Regions from separate parts of the Ovis aries genome. Here region 2 is linked to region 1. Evidence: chromatin contacts called from public Hi-C data. All regions are on one chromosome and are shown on one strand. Each heading gives the region's core, a stretch centred on a gene start, on an enhancer-like site or on the middle of the called end of the contact. The rest is flanking DNA. Distances are from core to core; before and after follow the strand shown. Region 1 has its middle 130 kb from the start of ZNF217. Region 2 overlaps LOC132657592 (a long non-coding RNA gene).

Region 1 (5,104 bases), core at 878-3,377:
ATCTTTTTTTTTTTTTTTTTTATCTTGAGAGACAGTCCTGCTTTATTTTATAGGAATCTAAATGGAGACTCAGAAATACCTGCAAGCATAGCCATTATCATTTCAAGAGATCCAAATTAACAAGAAACTTCAACTGCCAAACGAGAAGACTCGGGTGTAGCCACTCCTCCAATCTCACGTCCTTATTTGTATTTCTCTCATTTGTATAAATTTGGCTTCTCGACTTGACCCCTCCCTCCCAAATAAAATAATAAGGTCACGACTTACATGTTGAAAATTTCCAAACAACTGTTGGGAAGCAAGAAGGGACCTTTCAAACAGAACATCACAGAAGCAAGACAAAACTGGCCCAGAAAAGAGAAAAAAACAAAAACAAAACCTAAGGTGCTGAAAGTTGGATAAGTTGTAAACTTGCCTGAAAAGTGTTCATGCAGAAATGACTAGGGCTGCCATTTGACCTTCAGTGTTTGTTATCAGTCCCCAGAAACCAGATCATGTCCGTTGGCAAAACATGGTTACTTCGGAAGGTGAACTGCCGTGTAAGCGCCTGGAAACTGGGACCCACATAGAGACTTAGAGCTCTGCTTTCAAGAGTGCTTTCCCCCACTCCATCTTTGCACACGCCTAGTGCAGAACGTGTAGGAGGTCTTCCTGGGGCTGACTGAGAGGGGAGAGCGTGTTTCCAAGGGGTCGCCCCCGAGGCCGCTCTCAACTATGACTTCAGCAGACGCCCCTGTCCAGGATGGCCGTGTCACAGAAGACAGCAGCCGGCCAGTCAGGGCTTCATCATGGAGTCACTTCTTTCTTGTGAATGGAGTCCTCGGCGTGCCGCTCCACAGCACAAGGCAGGGAAGGGCGTGCGAGAAGGCCTCCTGGGCACAAGCCCGGGCTTTTCTGGGCCCTGCGCCTCCAGCTCCCTGAGGACAGAGGCTCCTGGGCCTCCAGGTGGGCCCTGGGGCAAAGACCCCAAGCGGGCCCCTAGGAAAGCCACGTGCAGCGGTCCCAGCACGTAGCGCATAGGGGACGGGGAGAAACCCCAGCGTCAGTGATAACGGCAACCTCCCGTTGCTAAGGAGGCAGAAGGCAGGGATCTACCGTGAGGGCTCGTGGGAGTTTGGTTTCCCCGGGAAGACAGGGCCCACGTTTCTCCTGTACTGTGGGTAGTTGACTATTTCCTTCTCTTTTTCTCTCATGTTATTATTTTTTTTTAAATTTAAAAACAGAAGCAATATGTCATCTCTCTGAAAGATTCAAGCAGTATAAATTTCAGGTGAAAGACTCGAAGTGCCTCACTCCCTTTGCTCTCGCTTACAGCTCAAGGTCTCGATCGAAACAGCTAACGACCGCTTCTAGCACATCCTTCCAGACGCGTTTCATAAATATGTACGTGTGTGAGTGTATGTGCCAGTGTGTGTGTGTGTGTACACACGGGCACACGCTGTTTGTTTTAAATATGCCACTGGAACCATATTTATAGACACTCCTATACAACTTAGTTTTGGTTTTTTAAACTTATCTATCAGCCTTTTTCTAAGTCTACATGCATTTTTTTTTTAATTAGCTATTTGTTTTTGAGAAAAATGAGGTTATACGTGCTCCTAGGATGGGGGTGGAGAGGATTCAAATCAAAGGGCTTGTGGGGAAGTTGGGCCTCGTCCCTCCCCCGCCGACAATCGCTGTGAGGTTTTCGTGTGTCAGGAACCCTCTCAGCATAGAGCAGCATACACACCTATCAAACACTCACACTGATCGGTCTTCACCCATCTCTTGGAGAGTGGTCCATGTTAGAAACACTGACATCTAACTAATGATTGTTTAAAATTTTCTTGGGGTGTATTGCTCTACAGTGTTGCTGGTTTACTGCTCAGCAGAGTGGGTCAGCTGCAGGCACACATCCATCCCCTTTGGGCTTCTTTCCCATCTGTGTCGCCCCAGGGCACGGAGCAGAGTCCCCGGTGCTGGCCGGTAGGCTCTCACCATTACCCGCTTTATGCAGAGGGTCACTGGAGTAGGTAGGGAAAATGGGCGTTTTCAGCGTGGCGCGGCGCCTCTTGGAGGGGCTGGGCTTGGCGCCCTCCCCTCGCCCTCTGGGCGGGCTGTGGGCGGCTCTCAGGCGCCCTCTGGCCTCCTGGCCACTCCGCCTCTCTGCTCACACACACTCACCTGCTGAGGGCAGCCCCTCTGCTCCACACTGTCCCCCAGCTGCCTGCATCTGAAGAACTGACTGGATTAACTTTTAAAAGAGGTTTAAAGCAGAGTGTCATGAACCCATTAAAGGTCCATTATTTTAATGCGCCCCTCCCTGAGGTTTTTAACCTCTCCTCTGGCTTGAGAGTGAGACACTCAACAAAAAGAAAAAAAAAGTCATGTTTCTCCCCCGCCCCTGCCCCTACCAATCCAGAAGGAAGCCACACCGAGCTCACGCTTGCGCGTCGTGCACCTATTACAAACGCAGGCTTCATACTAATTCCCCCTGTTTATCCCTTGTATCTTGGGCTCAGAGAAAGATCGCAGCTCACTCTTACAACTTACGTGCAGCTCCCTGCTCTTTTTTTTTTGGTGCAAGAATGACGGCAACAGGGATTTAGAACAATGTGTGTCCTTGGAAATAAGTGGGTGGGATCTTAGGTTGCAAAATTGGTAGGTTGGTGAGGGACCCCCCCCCCCTCGGGGGAGGAGTCGGCTTTCATTATCCAGTCAGAAGCCTGGTGAAATCATGGATATGATTGAATCTTTCGTTCACCTAGTGAGGTCTTTTTGTTCTTTGTCTTTGAGGTGTGTGCTGCAAATTTCTGTGACGCCTGGGAGGAAGGAAACTTGAGTTAAAGGGCCGGGCAGCTGCACATGACTTGTAACAAGCCAGCTAATTGAAAAATTTAATTCAGGAAGAGATGCAACGAGGCCGGAGCGAAAGAGGAACCGGGCCTGTTGATGTCCAGAGCAGGAAAGCCGAAGAAGTTGTCATCCCTGAGTTAAAAAATTACATGGGGCTTGGAAAATATATCACCTGCTGTATTTGTCATTGAAAGTCACAATCTTGTTTGCTGTTTATCTTGAGGCTTGGGGAGCTTGCCTGCTGGTTAGGAGAAAAAGAGGCGAGTTTCTAGGGGAAAAACGCTAGTAATAAGAAAGGGAGGATTAGAAGCCCCAGAAAGAATGGGAGGTGTAAATAATATGTGGGCATTTGGCGATCAGCACAAAAGAACGAGAGACAAAGCCCAGCCCGATGCCGGAAATCCTAAAAACTTAGAAGGGAAATCCGGATATAAGAAAGCATCCCAAAGGAAAAAAGAAAACAAAAGTCCCTGGAGACCTTTTTCCTCTGTGATGATGTTGGTTCCTGGAGTAAATAAAGCTTGGTTCTGCCATGGTGCTCGTGTGAGCAGCTCTGCAGTCAGAGGCACCAGCTTCACGATATGCCTTCAAGGCCTCATCAGGCCCGCTCTGGCTTTTGGACAAAATGGGTAAACTTGGGGAACAGAGTTTTCCTCCAAAAAAGAGTCGCGATTTGAGGGCAGGAGGAGTGTTTGGTGGGGGGAGAATTACCCCTCTCCCCAGAGAGGCTGATCTGTTTGGGTCACCTACCCACCTCTGTTCCTCTTTTTTTTCCTCCTCGGACTTACCTTGAATGGAATTGCCTAAAGACAGAAAAGGCATTTTTAGCCAGAAGCTAAGTTAGGACCAAGTTAAACTGGCTGGACGAGGGGACTCGCTTCCAGACGCCTTTTAAATGCATGCCTTGGGCGGATTGCTATCTCACTGTGAGAAGAGAGAAGAGGCAGCAGAGGCAGCAGTCAAGGAGCCTTAGGTGGAAGGATTTATACCTGGATCCACTTTGTCCTCTGAGCCAGTAAGTGGTATAGTTATGTCTGTTTGACAGATAAATGGAGACTGAGAGTCAGACTATCTCCAGGAGATGGTGAAGGACAGGAAGTCTGGTGTGCTGCAGTCCGTGGGGTCACAGAGAGTCAGACACGACTGAGCAACTGAACAAGAACAGCCAGATCACAGCTAGAAAATCGTGGAGATGAAACGGAATTCTAGCTCAGCGGTTGCTAATTACAGCCTGATGGACAAATCCAGCTCCAGATCTGTTTTCGTAAATAAAGTTTTATTGGAACACAGCCACGGTCACTTAGTAATGTATTGTCTGTGCCTATTTTTGAGCTACAATGGCAGAGACACTATGGCTTGAGAAGTCTACAATATTTATTATTAACTCTTATTCCTTTACAGAAAAAATTTGCAGATCAGATCACCTAAGCCCATGCTCTTAAACCCATATATTTGCTTCTGCTCCAAAAATGCCTTTTTAATGTGCTGCTTAACAGAAAAAATGACTATCAAATGTCAGAAATAATAATAATTGGAGAAAAAAGAAAAGAAAAAAAAATTATTGGAAAACTGAATCTGTTAGGATCCAAGGAAGATGTAAAACAAGTGAAAACAAACTTTTCTCCTTTTTCCCTTTTTTTAATCTCAAAATTTGGAAGCATTTTTATCCTAAATTTAGAACAAACTAAAAATCTTCATTGCTTTATCAACTTTATCAAAACTGCATACAAATACTTTTCTAAAAAGCCAAACTCCTAGAGTAATTTCCAAAAAAACACATCTATTTTCCACGAGACTTAAAATTATTGCTTTTGTATGTTATTTTCAAAACTGCAAGAAAAATAAGTTGTTGAAGTGAGAAGCTACCAGATTTGAATCTGATGTTTATCCCATGATAGTTATATACAAACTCTCATCATTTGGAGCTTTGTTTATAAATGTGAAAATTCTGTAACCAAAGAAGAATGAACCCCAAGGACAGTTGGAGTTTCTTACCCAACAGTTATTTTTTTCTATGATTGCCTACTAACGGAAGCTGGAGATCTTGGAAACTGATCTGGTTACCATGTGACTGTTTTGATGTTGTAACAGTGGCTTTGTTTTTCATAGGTTTCCAGGATTGATGAGTATAACTGTACACCCAGGTTTTAAAAGTTAATGAACAACATTGATAATAGTGTCTTCTGTGCTGGGCCCTGTGGGCTGTTGGTCCTTTCTCTAGGGTGGGTGGGCTTCAGTAGTTGTGGCTCACGGGCTTAGCTGCCCCGTG
Region 2 (4,613 bases), core at 244-2,743, 100 kb after region 1:
CCGTGCAGAAGGGAACACAGAGACGCAGGCAGGAGCGTGAGCCTGTGCTTGAACTTAACATGCTTCACTAGAAGATCAGGCTGTACTGAAAGTTGGCTACCCACCTGTGTACACTGAGCGCCAGCCGAGGACGAGCAGGGGTGGCATACAGATATCCACGTGACGTCGCCTCTTAGCTCTGGTGCCGGGACTAGCACGCCAGAGCACCAGTGTGGGAAGCCGCCCTGCAGATGCTCGTGCGGCTCCCTGCCGTCCTGCCTCCCTTCGCTTACGCGGCGCGGAGCCTCTTTCATTAGGTGACTAGGTCAGGGGTGGTGAGCGTTCGCCCGGGGTTGTCAGGTACCTCTGGTTTGGAAATGGCCTCTCTCAGAACCAGGAGTGAGACCCAGAGATGACATCTTACAAGCTGGTGATAAGGCCTTCAAGAAGCTTCCACGGCGAGAAGGGCTGCTTATGTGTGATTTTTTTTCAAGCAGTATCTGCAGATTCTGCAGATAAGTTGTCTCGTTTCTGTCTGTGGTGTGCCTTGTACGGGCACCCTGTACGGGCACTCTGATTGAATCATGACTGTTTGCTCTCCTTGGCTATAAATCAGGGCACCAAGGGCCTCTGAATCAAGTCCGGCCATTGTCCACACAGAGCTCATTAATGCTCTTTTGGTTGAAACTTGAAGTAAAGAACAACCATTAGGTAACTGCAATGTCAAGGGAGACATTTGTTTTGAAAAGTCTCGAAAACAGCCTTATTTAAAAAAAAAGAAAAACCAAACCTTCTAGGGCATTTCTTTTTTGAAAAAAGTAAGTTGAGTATCTTGGTTTAAAAAAAAAAAAAAAGAGGAGGAGCGTTTCTGCCTTTCCAGTTAAGAGCAATCTTTAAAAGTCATCCAAGAAAAAAAAAAGTTGGCTCTGTTTTCTGAATCGCTGGTTGGGAGAACAAAAGCAGCAAGGGAAAGTTTGACTTGACTTCCTCTACAATTTGTTTATATCATCGGAGCAGAAAGACTCTCAGAGCTCAGCTCGCCACTTCCTGAATCAAGAGAGAAAAATGCCCCGAGTGTTGGATTCATTGAGAAGAGCTAAGCGATCAAGACAGAAATCCTGCCCGACTGGAGGAGCCCAGGGGGGCACAGGAAGAACCTCTCTTGGTTCAGCACTGGCCTGACAGGATAACTGCAGGGTCCCCCAGTGCCTCCCAGTGGCCGCAGAGAGGCAGCCTGGTGGAAGGTGCAGGCCTTCCTGGCTGGTTGCTATGGAGCCGACTTCCTCTGAGACAGAACTGTCAGTCGGTCCAGTTCAGAGACAGCAGTTGGCAACAGTGGAAGAGCGTTGAAATGAGAAATATTTACTTGGGGGGAAAAATGTCCAAGTCAGATGTACCTGAGAATGATAAGGTTCTGTTTACTTCTCCAGGTAGTAGCCGGGAAACAGTCAAACCAGTTAGGTAGGACATTGTCTTTTTTTGGTCAGGTATGTATTGAATCCCTGGCAGCCAACTTCAGACAGTGTTGGGAGAGAGGATTTCTTTCTCTCTTAAGTTCTCCTGGGCAGAGTGCCTGTGTTCCCTACACACCTACACACACACACACACACACCTACACACACACACACACACACACACACACTCTTTTTAGAAGAACCAGTTCGAGGCCGGCTGAGCTCATTCAATTCCGGCTGCGAGTTTCCTGCCGCCTTGTAGGCTGGAGTGGGGACTGAGAATTTAGATGAAAACGTCAGGCTGCTCTCCTCTCGAAGAGCTCTCCCCGGTGTGGTTTTCCAGCTCGCCTCTCTGTAACTCATTCGGTTGAGAGAGAAATTTGAAATCAGTGGGTGAAAGGGCTGAGAGAGAGAACACAGTTGAGCAGTGGCTGTGCTTGGCTGAGCACCCCAACGGCGGACTACTGCGTTGGCCTTTGGAACGCTGGAGGGGATTCCAACACACGCAGACAGTAACAGAGACACAGAGAGAAGGCAGACAGAATGGGAGGGTAAAGAAGGCTTCCTGTCCTCTGAAAGGCTGGCTCAGCCTTCCTGACGTGCATTTCCACAGGCAGCTCAGAAGCAGGAGAATATGCCAGGTAATGAGGCTGGAAGCCGTCTGAATAACGAATAGTAAAACGAGCAGTGATTTCAAACCTCACAGGTCATTATTGGTAGTTTTTCTTCCCATTTGGAGGGTGGGTTTCAGTCAGTTCTCTTGTCTTATTCCTGCTTCCCGCCAAGCTGCTGCTGTTTGGGAAAAAAAAAAAAAACTTGGGTCATCGTTTGAGAGCTTCAAACACCTTAGGGTGCGGTTAGCTTCCTCTTGAATTCCTCTGGCGGTTGGTGAGCTATGTGTCCAAGGTCCTTTCTGTAAGTGGGGCTGAAGAAACGAAATCTTCTGAGTGTTAAGAAACAACAGCCATGTTTTAACAGCACTAGAAAATTTGGGAGTTGCATTCTTCTCGTCTGTTCTGTTCAATTCTGTTTTATTGGCATCTGAACATTCAAAAAATAAAGGGCTATTATATAAAAAGGACACTTGGATATTATTCTTAAAGGTTCCCTTGTACTTTCATAGAATGTTTACAAGGTTACTAAGTATGCTTTCTCATCAGTGTATTTTAAATGGCTTGACTATTACTCCCACATTCATTTGAGAATCATTGAAACTGCTTGAATGGAATGAGGATATCCTTTGTTCCCCATTGATTTGGAAACAAAGAGGCAGAAAGAAGTTTACTTTGCTGCTGAATGCCATATGCAGATGAATGTATCATCCATTAAATTAAACCAGGATCTGAAGACTTTTTCAAGTCTTAGAAAGAATGCTCAGACAGCTCTAGTACATGTTAGAATTCGCCCTCCAGTTTTCATTTACTCCATTGTGTTTGGGTCTAACATGGCGTTATTGAAGTCACACACCCAAGTCTTCAGGAATAAGAAAGTGTAATCAGGAGAATAAGTTAGTAAGTAAGTGTGTTCAGTCGTGTCCAACTCTTTGCAACCCCATGAATTGTAACCTGCCAGGCTCCTGTGTCCATGGGATTTCCCAGGTAAGAATACTGGAGTGGGTGGCCATTTCCTGCTCCAGGGATCAAACTGGCATCTCTGGGTCTCCTGCATTGGCTGGCGGATTCTGGACCCCTCACACCAGCTGGGAAGCCCAATCAAGAGTGAAGAGTCAACATAAGACAGAAGTTGCTTTGCTGTTTCTTAGGTGGGAAACACCAGACGGGCATAAGTAGGTAGTGATCTCCGCTCGTTTTCTCCCGTCTCGCTCTTTCCCAGTCCCTCTAGACCCAAGGTCCCCATCTTTGGCACTGCTGATGTTCGGACTGGACCATTCTGTACTGGGAGCCTGTCCTGTGCGTTGTGGGGTGTTTACCAGCTCCTCAGGTCTGGACCCACTATGCTGGCAGCACCCCCCCCCCACAGTCATGAGCGGCAGCCCCGTCTCCTGTAACGGCCACATGCCCCCAAGAAGGACGGGGAGGGGGGCGGATTTGGATGCCTCTGGTTGAGAGCCACTATTCTAGAGCAGCCTGCCCACGGATCCTGTTTGGAAGAGGAAGAGAAGATTAACCTAGTGCTCATCCAGGGAGAGTGAAAGATCACGGATGCCGAAGCGGTGCTTTTCATCAGAATTCGTCAAGTTAGAACTGAGAATGTGAGCGAAGGGGCAGGAGAAGGAGTCAAAGGGCTTCGAGACAACTCCACAGCCAGCTCCTCACTTTAAGGGAAGGGCCACAGCAGGAAGTGCGTGCCAGCACACGCAGTCGGAGGCTGCGCTGAGACTCGTGACCGCGAGTTGTTTCTCTTGCTATTTTAAGTAGTTCAAGGACTCCCTGTCATTGTGCCCCTCCGACCGCTGAGCATCTCACAGTAGGCAGAAGACAGTGTGTCTCAGGGTCCTTTCCCTATGATCTTGAAGTAATATTCACTAATTTTCGGTGGCTAAAAACGGGCTTGTACTATTCCAGTCTGCTTAAGGTGCAGACAAGTACTCTCTGACTGCCCTGTACGAGATGCCTAGAACAGACAAATCCATAGAGTCAGAAAGCACACTGGTGGTGGCCAGGGGCCGGGCGTGGGGCGGGCGTGCTTAGTGGGGACAGAGTTTCAGTTTAGAAAGGTGGAAAATTCAAGAGATGGCTGAAGGTAAGAGTTGTACAGCGGTGAGAATATACTTGGTGCCCCAGGACTGTACAGTTAAATGGGACCAAGGTGCTGCTGCTGCTCACTCAGTCGTGTCTGACTCTTCTGCAGCCCCATGGACTGTAGCCCTCCAGGCCCCTCTGTCCAGGGGATTTCTCAGGTGAGAACACTGGAGGGGCTTGCCATTTCCTCCTCCAGGGGATCTTCCTCACGCTGGGATCCAACCTGCATCTCCCGCACAGGCAGGCGGGTTCTTTACCACTGAGCCCCCAGGGAAGCCCCAGGGTTAGAATGTGTGTGTTTATATTATGCGCTTTTTACCATAGTAAAAAAGAATTTTTAAATGGGTGTGTGCTATAGTAATGAAATACACATTTTATGAGATACTGTGAGAATAATAAAAATACATCATAATGACATGAAGATGGCTAAAGAATCTTAAACCCTGTCTTAATCAAGATATATCTATTTTTTCTAGGA

What was found. A called contact is a pair of places that touch in the nucleus more often than the background predicts.
Region 2: a contact with region 1 is called in a Hi-C map of blood, with 1.9 times the contacts expected there. The contact joins two enhancer-like sites. A contact is called at or near these places in 3 of 16 Hi-C or Micro-C datasets (blood and hypothalamus).

Annotation. Positions count from the first base shown.
Region 1 is chr13:81,281,979-81,287,082 of ARS-UI_Ramb_v3.0, forward strand. No RefSeq gene overlaps it. Among named protein-coding and RNA genes, the nearest start is that of ZNF217, 130 kb to the left of the region's middle. Within about 2 kb of position 2,128, at least 22 of the 54 cell types and tissues checked have an H3K27ac peak or open chromatin away from gene starts, as enhancers often do.
Region 2 is chr13:81,384,253-81,388,865 of ARS-UI_Ramb_v3.0, forward strand. It overlaps LOC132657592 (a long non-coding RNA gene), which reads right to left. Exons shown (of 2, transcript XR_009595998.1): 1 at 105-4,613. Among named protein-coding and RNA genes, the nearest start is that of BCAS1, 160 kb to the right of the region's middle. Within about 2 kb of position 1,494, at least 32 of the 54 cell types and tissues checked have an H3K27ac peak or open chromatin away from gene starts, as enhancers often do.